Regions from separate parts of the Bombyx mori genome. Here region 1 is linked to region 2. A link is a contact called in public Hi-C data. All regions are on one chromosome and are shown on one strand. Each heading gives the region's core, a stretch centred on a gene start, on an enhancer-like site or on the middle of the called end of the contact. The rest is flanking DNA. Distances are from core to core; before and after follow the strand shown. Region 1 overlaps LOC101742811 (protein bunched, class 2/F/G isoform). Region 2 overlaps LOC101742811 (protein bunched, class 2/F/G isoform).

Region 1 (5,512 bases), core at 1,982-4,481, 96 kb before region 2:
CAATCCGATCGCTGCCGATACAGTGGACGCAGTATGAAAAAATAATGCGATTGATGCGATGCGTCCGATGCGTACGACACCGACCTGTGGACGCTTAGCTTTACTAAGACATCTATATTTTATGATTCGAATATGATAATCCTCGTTTTAACATACGATACATAAACAGTAAACGGTATAAGAGGAAATTGTCTCGATCGTAAGGATCGCAGAGGCACTGCACTGCACGCAGAGGATATCTGAAAGTCGACATGTCACCGACATCAGAATCTAAAGTTCGACATCACAACAAACACCGGAGGCACTTGGCGGAAAATGATAAAGGCAAATAATTGTTAACAGCGAACGGTAATGAATCTTTTTGAATTATTTTCCAGATGTTTCTAGGGAAAAAGACGCGCGTAACCACACAATAGATTATTCTTAATGAATTCTTATCAGAAATTGTAATATCACGATTATTAATTTTCAATTATATTGACGTAGAATCATGAGAGATGTTAAATGCTCTCGTAGCCATATTAAGCGTACTTCTCGATGTCGAAGTTTTTTTTTTCGACCGAAACTGATAGCCTTGAGAGGTTATTTCAGCTTCTCATTGACGTCTAGGTGAGCTCACGGGGCTCTAACCAAGAGTGTTGCTAATACTGACCCTAGCAACAGCAGTGCATCGCAGAATCTACCGCTGGATCGGATACGCGACCCACTGAGAAGGTCCGGCGAGAAACTCAGTGGGCTGTGTCTATGGGTTAATTAACTTGTCGATCCCTTCGTCGCAAGCGACGGGTTCGACGAGAACGGTGACCGGAAACGAGGATGAACTATGTTAGTAGTACGTTAAAGATATTTACTTTTATTATGAAGTGATCAATGAAATGCCTGTATATACATCACACCAAGTCCGATGTCCAGGTTGGGCAAGCTTTTAGTAAAGTGAGATTATATTTAGACATTAATCTAGTGGAGAAAAATTCAAAACTTGATTTTAAGGCATATGTCGAGTCCTAATTACAACATGTTTGATAAGATGGCCCGTAATCGACCATATTAAACTGATTTGAAATTTATGTAGGCGAGTGTTAAATTGTTTTAAAATGAAACGATCGTTTGCGAGCTGTGACGTCAGCGTTCAACTAAACAAAGTCTTTGTTTTTATCAATGTTTACATGCTCAATCCTCGTTTTAATACACGAAGTGATCTTTTCGAAGACGATCGTTATGTTCATCCGGTTTATAATGGCGACGTAAAATTTTAATTACCTAAATCATTTTGTTTTGCAAACCGTTTTCATGGTAACATAATCAATATTGTCCATGTTTAACAAAAGCATTCATACAAGAGTGATGATTCCGAGGTTTTAGGAGACGTCCAAAAAACAATGATGTTGAAGAGATAGTCTTGATTGAGATGGAAAATTTATTCAACTTCCATTTTTGATACCGAATGTACGAAAACATTCAAGGTCTATGAAATGGCAGTTTCGAATAACCGTTTTGATTGATAGAATAATTGACGTACTGCACTTATTCATTGTGTAATTAATAATGGCCTTAGTCGATTACCGTTACGTCTAAGCAAGCCGTCACCTGGTAGTGACATGTTAATTATCGCGTAACAGTTAAATTCGCGTTAAACAGTTTGCACTGTTCACAAGCACGCGCCCGTCCAGTTTTGTTTTGCGGGCGTTCGCTAAATTCGAGGAGCACTAAACGTTTTATTTACCAGTTTGTTCCGCCGCATTCGAACGTTCGTTTGGTATGCCGTTTCACAGCCGCCGCGGACTGCCCGTCAGGTATTATTAGATGCGACAGGTGTTTTAGTAATAAGATGATTGTTAAACATATTGTCTAAATATATGTATTTTCTTATGTACAATAATCACTAAATCCATCAAAACAGTTACAACGTGTGAGACTGAACCTTTTTTTTTTGTTTGAGAGATTACTGTTGGCTAGAAGCCTTTCCAGTTATACTAGGGCATGTGGGCGAGCAAGGGCTCAGCCAGGAGGGGTGGGATTTGCTAATAGCTACCCGAGCGACTCTAAACGAGACCTAACAACTCAAGAGTAGCTGCTTCGTGCATGAATCTACTAGCGCATCGGAATCGCGGCCCGCTGAGAAGATCCGGCGAGAAACTCAGCGGGCTGATGTTTAAGTTAGGTTGCATGTCGAACTCTTAGAGTTCGGTTACCTTGACTGAACCGTAAATTTATGAAACCCAAGGATGTTGCATTTTTATAGTCAGAAGAAGCCATTTCGAATTTTTGGTAGTCCTTTTTTTTAAATTCTAACAAATTCTCTAACTATTACAACTTCTATCTTGAGTGTTAGTCATAGATGTTGCTGTGAACCCGGGCAGTAGCTAATGTTTATTGTTACATCAAAATGTTACAGCTTAAGGATGCCGAATACTCAATAGTTTTGGTAAATGCCGAAAAAAAGTACGCCAGAGTTCATCTGCCGATTTCTGTTAGTCAAACGAACTTGTATAATTAATTAAATTCATATAATACATAGTTTGTTATCGTGTTGTCTCGATGGTAAGAATGATAGGCTCGCTACTTTTTTTTTTTGCTTCGCTCATGAGTTGATTGACATACAGCCAAACCAACTCATGTTACTAATGTTGTTATGGTGTGTACGTTTTTTTTTTTAATGTTTAATGACCCTAAAGTATGATTTGTAATGTATGCTATGGACAAACGAATGAGCCAAGTGAGATTTAAAAAAAAACCGCACAAACAAATTGTAACCAAACAAATTGTATCGTTTTAAATAAAAAAGATGTTATTTTAAAGTTTTAAATTAGTTATGAAATGAAATGAAAACCTAGACTATATTATAAAGTATCTACTAAAATGTAGATGTGAATGATAAATCGCAATATATTTAAATTTGTATAAATGTAACTCTAGACTAAACTACACTAAATACTAAAACGTAAAACAAAATACTTAAGGTGCAGTACAGTACAATAAAAAGTTACTATTTTTATGTTGTCGTATCGGGATCATACCGGTTACTTACCTCTGTTCGTTTTCGGAACGGTTACATTACATCCGGTATAACTTAATACTGTTGACGTTATTAAGTAATTAAACGATTATCACATTTATGTGTGTAATAATTACGAAAACTTTTAAAACTTAATTTCGCTTTGGCGATTGAATATTCAGATACAATAATAATTAATGGTGACACAAAACGTGAATCATTCGACGGATATGAGATATGGTGCGTGAGAAATCATCCACATTGAAGTTATCATGTGTATGTATAGTTTTGTTCTTGGAATAGGTTGTAGTAATGAAAAAAATGAGATGCCATGGCCTGTATACTATATAAGATACAAACTGTATAATTTCACGTGAATTATGAAAGTAAATGTCTTTTTTTTTCTCTCAATTAATTCCAAAATTCGAAATAGTCTATCTGTCTAATTTTAGTACTGAAAATCAAAATAATCTTTACCTCTAGCTCTAAGAACCACACGCACAGTCTTGAGAAGGAACGACGATAGAAACTCGACGGGCATATTTATTTTATACATATATTTTGTTAATATAACAATAACTAAAATATTATAGCGTGCGAGCGCTTTGCTCCTATAGTGCCATCTAAAAACACTTTAAAATACGCCTTATATAGCAAAAACTAAATATCAAGTAATAATGCAGATATACATATTTAAAAATTTAAATCTATGACCGGCAACACAACACCTTATAGATACCTAAATGTTAAATAAGCATGGAATTCTGATACAGGGGATTTACAATTACAGGGGTAGCAGAGTCGACCCTCGAATGTTCGCTCATAAATAATTAATAGTACGGTCACTGACCTCCGTTGCGAATAGGCGGCATGTCAATCATAAGTTCTGACAGAGCCATAAGTTCCACTAACAACTTAATTCCTCATCGTCCGTCTCACTCCCTCACGTGGAGTTATTGATTAGTTTGTTCTTCTTTTCGAGTACAAATAGTTTTTTTTTAACAGTTTTTAGATTCACACAAACTCAAAACACACAACACAAAACTCTTGACATCAAGACACTCACTGATCGTTCTAAACATAATTGAGAGACAAATGATTAACAAGAGATAAACTGGAAAAATCGTAATATAATAAATATCTAAGTATAGAATTTATATGTTTAGGTTTTATTTGAGAAATAAGTTTTACTTTATTTAATCAACCAATATATTTACAGTGTTCTTTTATGAGTCCTACCCTTGGTTGATACAGATTGAGTTGTGCATTAATATCGCCAATGTACACCAATGTGCATGATATATCATAAATAAATATATTAGTTCGCTGCCGGAAATTTCGTGGTTTTTCGATACACATTGGTGATTTTTTGTCAAGCTTGGAATATACGCTATAGTAACATCCGATGCGCTGTAGTCGACTACCTATTCTCGATAATAAATAAAATTAATTATTTAACTGAATCTGGCCCTAAAATGCGACCTTGTCGCTTGAATCGATGCAACTTTGTAGAGAAAGGAATTATAACATACGAAAAGGACGACGGCTTTCAAAATTACGTTTCATTGATATATCTTGTTAATAATAATGTCATATTACACACACTAAGCATATTACATTTGTTTTAAAAGTTAATACGTATCACATGTAAACTGGTTGTAGAAACTTTTGAAATAAAATTTCTCTCATATGTTCTCTATTGATCTATAAACAAATCAAGCCCCCTAACACATAAAAACTGATGATCGTAAACATTTCATCCTCTAAACAAAACTTGTCACCGGTCATTGCCCTTAAATCCGACCACCCTAGATTCACCCCGCGTAATTATTCAAGGTTCAACGCGCGACCTTCACGAATGATTGGGGGTGTCGGCTTACTAATTCCATTACAGTGCTCTGATATACAATGAGGAGTAACATATTGTTGGATAAAATGATTTTCGAAATATTAAATAATACACAATTTCAAACATTCTGACATTATTGAATTAAAACATCTTTAATTCTTAAAACACCTCTAATCTGAGTGAAGTAACTAATACTATTCTTTCTCGCTTATATTTATTATTGTTTTTGATGGGCTCTTCGTGGTAAATGACTAGGCACCAATTTGAGGCACCTATAAGCGTTGTATATCAACCACCACCAACCATGTAAGAGACGACGAATACTCAATAGTAGGTATTTGAATAGTGGCTATCTTATTCGCAAATCAAAAAGCATGACGTCACGGCTGAGCCGTAGTAAAGAATCATGCGGGCTAACAAAAGGCCCTATCACCAGCAAAAAACATCAGAAACGATGTAGATGGCTGGCGGAGGAGTATAAAATTGCGGTTTTTATGGTAGGATAGCTGGTGGCCTGAAGGACCGATGGGCGGGCTCTAGGGCTTAGCTGAAAGGGGAAGGCTTGCTAACAGCTGCCCGAGCCCCTCCGAAAAATACCTGATAACTTCACACTCAAGAGAGACTCGTATACCCGAGGCGCGAGCCAATAAGTAAATTAAATTATTCTT
Region 2 (5,369 bases), core at 1,343-3,842:
GCAAATAAATGTAGATGACATTCACGACAACGATTCTTCAAAAGTAAGTTATTTCTTTGCTGCACAAAAACCGAGAAATATACAATTATATGCGTATCAATCAATGAAATTTATTGTGTTAAAAATTCAAGTGCAAGCTAGTGAGTGCGTGATTCTGATTAAACCCTATGTTCTAAAGACGGAATGTATGTACTTGAATCTATTTGAAGCTAACATTGAATAATAAATGTAACAATCATTTGTTTGTTGCTTAAATCTAAACATCATGTAACCGAAAGAGAAAAAAAATCATAATTGATACTTAACCTAATTAATGTTTTGCGACTGTAATATCCACACGCTTTTGTGTTGCTCTAGATTTTTATCACATCTCTCAGTTAGACGTTTAGAGCGCAATATATAACAAACCTGATATATATATTATTTAGATTTACTTGTGTTCGTCGATTTTTGGATTTACGAACGTTCTGCTTCATCGAATACTCTCTTCGAGTCAGTCCGGCTGCACTATCGGAGTCGTCTCGCATAGTCTATAATTATCCAAGCAGATGGCCTCAAGCGATTGACCCTAATCCGCCCTGATGCCCACTGCCATCGCATTATATTATTTTTATCTCATCGCCAACAAACTCGTGTTATTCTTCTAGCTCCATATAAAGGCTTTGATGCTATTATCTCAAGACGATTAGATTGTGGGCGTACTTGAGTCGTGCTATCATTCTGACACAATAGCCGTCTAATTACAAAATTTGTTTGTTATAATTTTACTTATCTTTTACTACGTTTTGCGTTTTATTTGTTTTATATTATTGAAAAAGATTTTAGAGATACGTACATACAGACATTTAATAGTTCCATGTTTATTTTGATATTTTTACGTCAACGTTCGACGCGATAATTATACATCGTGCAAATGTAAATTTATATTTTAATAAATAATTTTGAATTTAAAATTATTAATCGTTATACAATGTTTCTCGACGTTTTAAGTATTATTATATTAATTTTGCAATCGAAAATACGATAAAAAGACACGTAGGTAGTTAGTTAGCATTGTCGTAATAATTTCAATATGACATATAACGAGTATTCATTACATAATCGTTGGCTTCTTCAAGTTATAAAAACAACTGTCCTAATGAATATTTATACTCCTCCTCCGCATTGTCATTGAAGTCTCTCCGATCGTAAACAACAAAATGTTACCTATTTTACGTTTATTAATAATGTATGAAATGTTAGTGGCTAAAGAATCGAGCAAACGTCGTGGGACCAGTCCGTGAACCGGTCCACCTTGAAGCTCGCAATCTTATGTGAGCCGCGATGTACGTACACCTGTAGTTTGTATATTATTTGGGATCCTAAGGTACTCTGGTTCGGTCGTGTTTCGTAAGGCCTCCGTCGGGCGTTACGTCACCACGAATAGTAGTTATGTTTACGCGTAGCCGTCATATTGGTGCGAGTCGGACATAGCTCACGCACCACTGACCCGATTTCTAGCATCTGTTCAAACATAAATTTGTTTGATTCTACTACACAAACGTTTACGTTGTATATAGGTTTTTTTTTTATGGTTCCACCGCAATGATTGATGTTTCCACGGTTTTGTAACGTCGCGTCGCGTCGCTCTGAACGGTATACCGTTTATGTTGTTTTCGTCGTGTTTTCGAGATGTCATTAGCAAGTATTATATTCAGACGTGTGGCTCGTATTTGAAGAACGTTGCGTGTGTGTGAAAAATTTATTTTCCTGTAGCGTGACAGCATACGAATGCACACTACGCAAACGTGATTAGCATCGGACCAGTGCGGCCCCACGGGACCGGTTCTTAGAATAGACACGGAAGGAAAGCGTGCGTCTGGAGACACGTGCTCTGATAGTCCTGTCCACGAACACAAACAACAGAAAACACGGTCTCTATACGGACAGGAGGTCACACGATTCGGTTCCTCGAATTTCAAACGACTGCAATGAGCGTTGGGATAATTTAAAGTTGGAAGTAACTCCGCCAGCGCACGCGCCAGATCGATATCAAATCACGAATTCAGGAAACGTTAGTCGAGTTCTCTTCGTGCAACCTGCAGCCCTTAATGAAGCTGTCACAGCCCTATCGATATTACTTCGCAATTACAAACGAACGTTCTAGTCTTATCGTTAATTCGTTTCGGTTACGTGTGAAACATTTCCTTGTTCATAATCGTGTAGACGAGATTTTTTATCAAAATAAATAAATTTTGCTTGTTGTGTTCAAACATAATCTCTGGTTGTTTGTCTGCTTTAGTCTGAATAAGTAATCTGATGTTTACGTTTATATCACCTGTGTTTTTCAGCGCTAACATGATATTAGTATAAACGACCTTGGTGATAAGGAAACGCCGACAGCGTACTCAAAATAATAAATTATCTATTGATTATTCCTTTGGCCATTATCGCACATCGTAGTTACCTGAAAACTACACTGCAAGATATATCTTGTAAACATGTTTACTTTTTTTTTTTTTGTATTATTCTCAGGATTTGCTTATAGTTCGCAGTCACATCGCACTGCTTCTTATCTCTTGAAGTAAACACGCCTGGTTTCTGTTTACTTTTAGCAGACATTTGACAGCATACACGTTCAAGATAAGAGCTAGTTGAACGAGTATGTATGTACTATTGCGTTAATGTGTTTGTGTTCGGTTCTCGTTACTTCCAATTTGTTGAGAGATTTATTGCTAATACTAGGTTTTTTGAATTAAATTCACTTTGTACAAAACGCATGATTGTGTATCTAGGGTATTATATTAAGGGATATTCCCAGAGATGAAATCCCGTCGTATCATCCGGACGGGTACAGGCGAAGGCGGACTTTTGGCGCGTACTGCGGTACCGTAGGTCTGCTGTAGCCGGTGTGGTGAGGCTCGATGGGGCTTAGTCGGTAGTTGGTTATTCCGGACGAGCGCCTCGTACGCCTTTCTCAGAGACGTGGTCTCCTGCGAGGAATTGGGGGAGGTGGAGGAACCTTAGCCCTCCTCGTTTCCCTCTTTCTCTCTGGAGGCGCCGGAGTTCGACATAACTCGGTCCGTTACCCCCCCCTCGACCGAGTATCCGTAAATGGATTTTTTAACAGACTTCTTTTGTATACCAACAATAGCATTCCCAGGGAGAGTTACCGTCAGGGTGGCGACTCGTTCTATATATGTAAATATAGGATCATCGTCTCTCTAAAAATATATCCATAATTAGTCACTTTAAGAAATCGCTATCAGTGATGAGACCACTGGTCCAACTGGAAAGACCTCCGGGCCAACAGTAAATCTTCAATCATAAAAAAAAAGAATTACAATGAAACAGCGAAATGCCTTAATAAAGTAATAAGACATGCAAATTATGTCTGAACCATATCAATTTGTTTGTTTGTTTTGTACAATGAAAATTTAAATAGATAACGTTGTTTTTACCAAAAGTTTTTGACATAAGGTGACCCGTCTAGAACAATAAAAAATATGTAACTCACGCGCTTAAATTCGATAGCGCATAAGTTATTAGTGACATATGTACATACGTCCAACCATCTCTTGTTAGTGTACTGTATTTCTAGATTAATCTCTCTGCATTACGAATAAACATTCAAAATGACACGATGTCATATCATGAGAATGAAATTAATCCTATGTACGAGTATTGTAAAGGTAGCGTGGGTAGGCCTTCCACAAGGTTGACTGACGACCCGTTGAGGGTCGCGAGAAGCCATTGGATGCAGTCAGGACCGCTCGTTGTGGCGAGGCTTGGGGGAGACCTATGTCCAACTGTGAACATTTGTGGGCTGAAAGATAGACGCGGATTGTAAAAATTTGAGTTCTGAACTCATTGAGTAGCGATGGAGGAGACATGATCCGTGACGTAAATATAGAGCGTGCTAAGTTTTAAATTTGGAAGGCACACGTGAAAACTGACGTCATCATTAAGTATAATGCGTTTACTGTCTTAACATGTAAGAATAGCCTTATTTTAAAACAGATTTCAAATTATTTTTTGTGTTCAATCAAAATATTCAGTTAATGATTTTGTTTGTAGAGTAATCGAAAATTAGAAAGTTTACTAAATCTATTGAAACGTGATCATGCATATAACACAAAATTACGACACAAATTTTCCGTGCGTTTCCTCGTTATTCTCAAGTTACAAGTTTACGGACAGCCTGTTATATGGTCTCTAACAAAATACATTGTGCCGATGATATCATATATATACAATACCGAGTGAGCGATTCATTCCACCTCGGGTCAACCTCCGGACTAAGATTACACGGTACGTACGACTCTCACTAATTTTCTCTTGTTTTTTTGAAACTTTATCGCTCTTATTATGAACTTAGTACGTCAATGTGTAATGTTTACACGATCGATGTTTTATGGATTAATTACGTTTCTTGAGATCGTAAAAATGTTCAAAGGCAGTAAGTACTTGATAACATGATAATATAATGAAATAACGGCCGTCTAATGTAGTGGTAAGTGACATGGTCACTACACAAGGGGGTCGCGGGTTCGAGTCACGCCAAGGGAAGATATTTGTATGATAAATATAAATGTCTTTTCCAGGGTTATGGATGTATATTAAATATATGTATGTGTATAATAAAAATCTTACATTTATATCCGTTATCTGGTACCTGTAACACAAGTTCTTTACGAACTTATCACGGGACCAGTTAACGTGGCGTGATTGTTAGTAAATATTTATTTATTTATTTATTACAAAAAATAAATAAAATACATTGCGATTCGACTGGTTCCCGTGAGCATATTGCACGCCTAAGCTGTAATGTTTTCTGTCTCGTTCAATTCCAAACGCTAGTGAATGGGCTGAAGGATGCTTTTGCAATGGAAATGCCTTTTTTTTTTTGGTCAGGAGGAAATCGCCGGACTTCCGCCCTCCACTGGGGATAAAGGGCGGAGCATGTCAGAGTCGAACTGACTAAAACCTCCTGTCGCTCAACAACCAACGTCCAAACCTCGCATGAGACAGAACTCATGAAGAGGCAAAGGGGGGAAAGTGAAGCGTTTAGTGCGGAGCACATCTCTCCCATCACCCTCCCCCTCGGGACGCCGGACTGGCGGTCGTCGGCGCCACGACCACCAGCCCTCTCGGTCGGCAGGCTATCCGGAGCCCGCCTATATGGCGCCGGTTAGAGTGAGCTATCCTACGGAATACCCCGCTGGGTCAGAACCAGCGTGGGTCGAGGATAGCCGGCCTTCCATCACCCGGATGCTCTTGCGTAAAACGCGTGCAGAGCAGCTTGCACGTCGTCTTCTTAGGCCCCCCTCGCCGGTCCCCAGACCGACATGTGAGGGGGGACCCGAAACACTTAGAGGGCCAGGGTTTGG

What was found. A called contact is a pair of places that touch in the nucleus more often than the background predicts.
Region 1: a Hi-C map of whole pupa shows a contact between it and region 2, with 2.3 times the contacts expected there. The contact joins two enhancer-like sites. A contact is called at or near these places in 3 of 7 Hi-C or Micro-C datasets (an unstated tissue and whole pupa).

Annotation. Positions count from the first base shown.
Region 1 is chr5:3,683,605-3,689,116 of ASM3026992v2, reverse strand. All of the region lies in intron 2 of LOC101742811 (protein bunched, class 2/F/G isoform), which reads left to right. Among protein-coding and RNA genes, the nearest start is that of TRNAK-UUU, 17 kb to the left of the region's middle. Within about 2 kb of position 3,231, at least 4 of the 8 cell types and tissues checked have open chromatin away from gene starts, as enhancers often do.
Region 2 is chr5:3,587,039-3,592,407 of ASM3026992v2, reverse strand. All of the region lies in intron 4 of LOC101742811 (protein bunched, class 2/F/G isoform), which reads left to right. Among protein-coding and RNA genes, the nearest start is that of LOC101740983, 15 kb to the right of the region's middle. Within about 2 kb of position 2,592, at least 6 of the 8 cell types and tissues checked have open chromatin away from gene starts, as enhancers often do.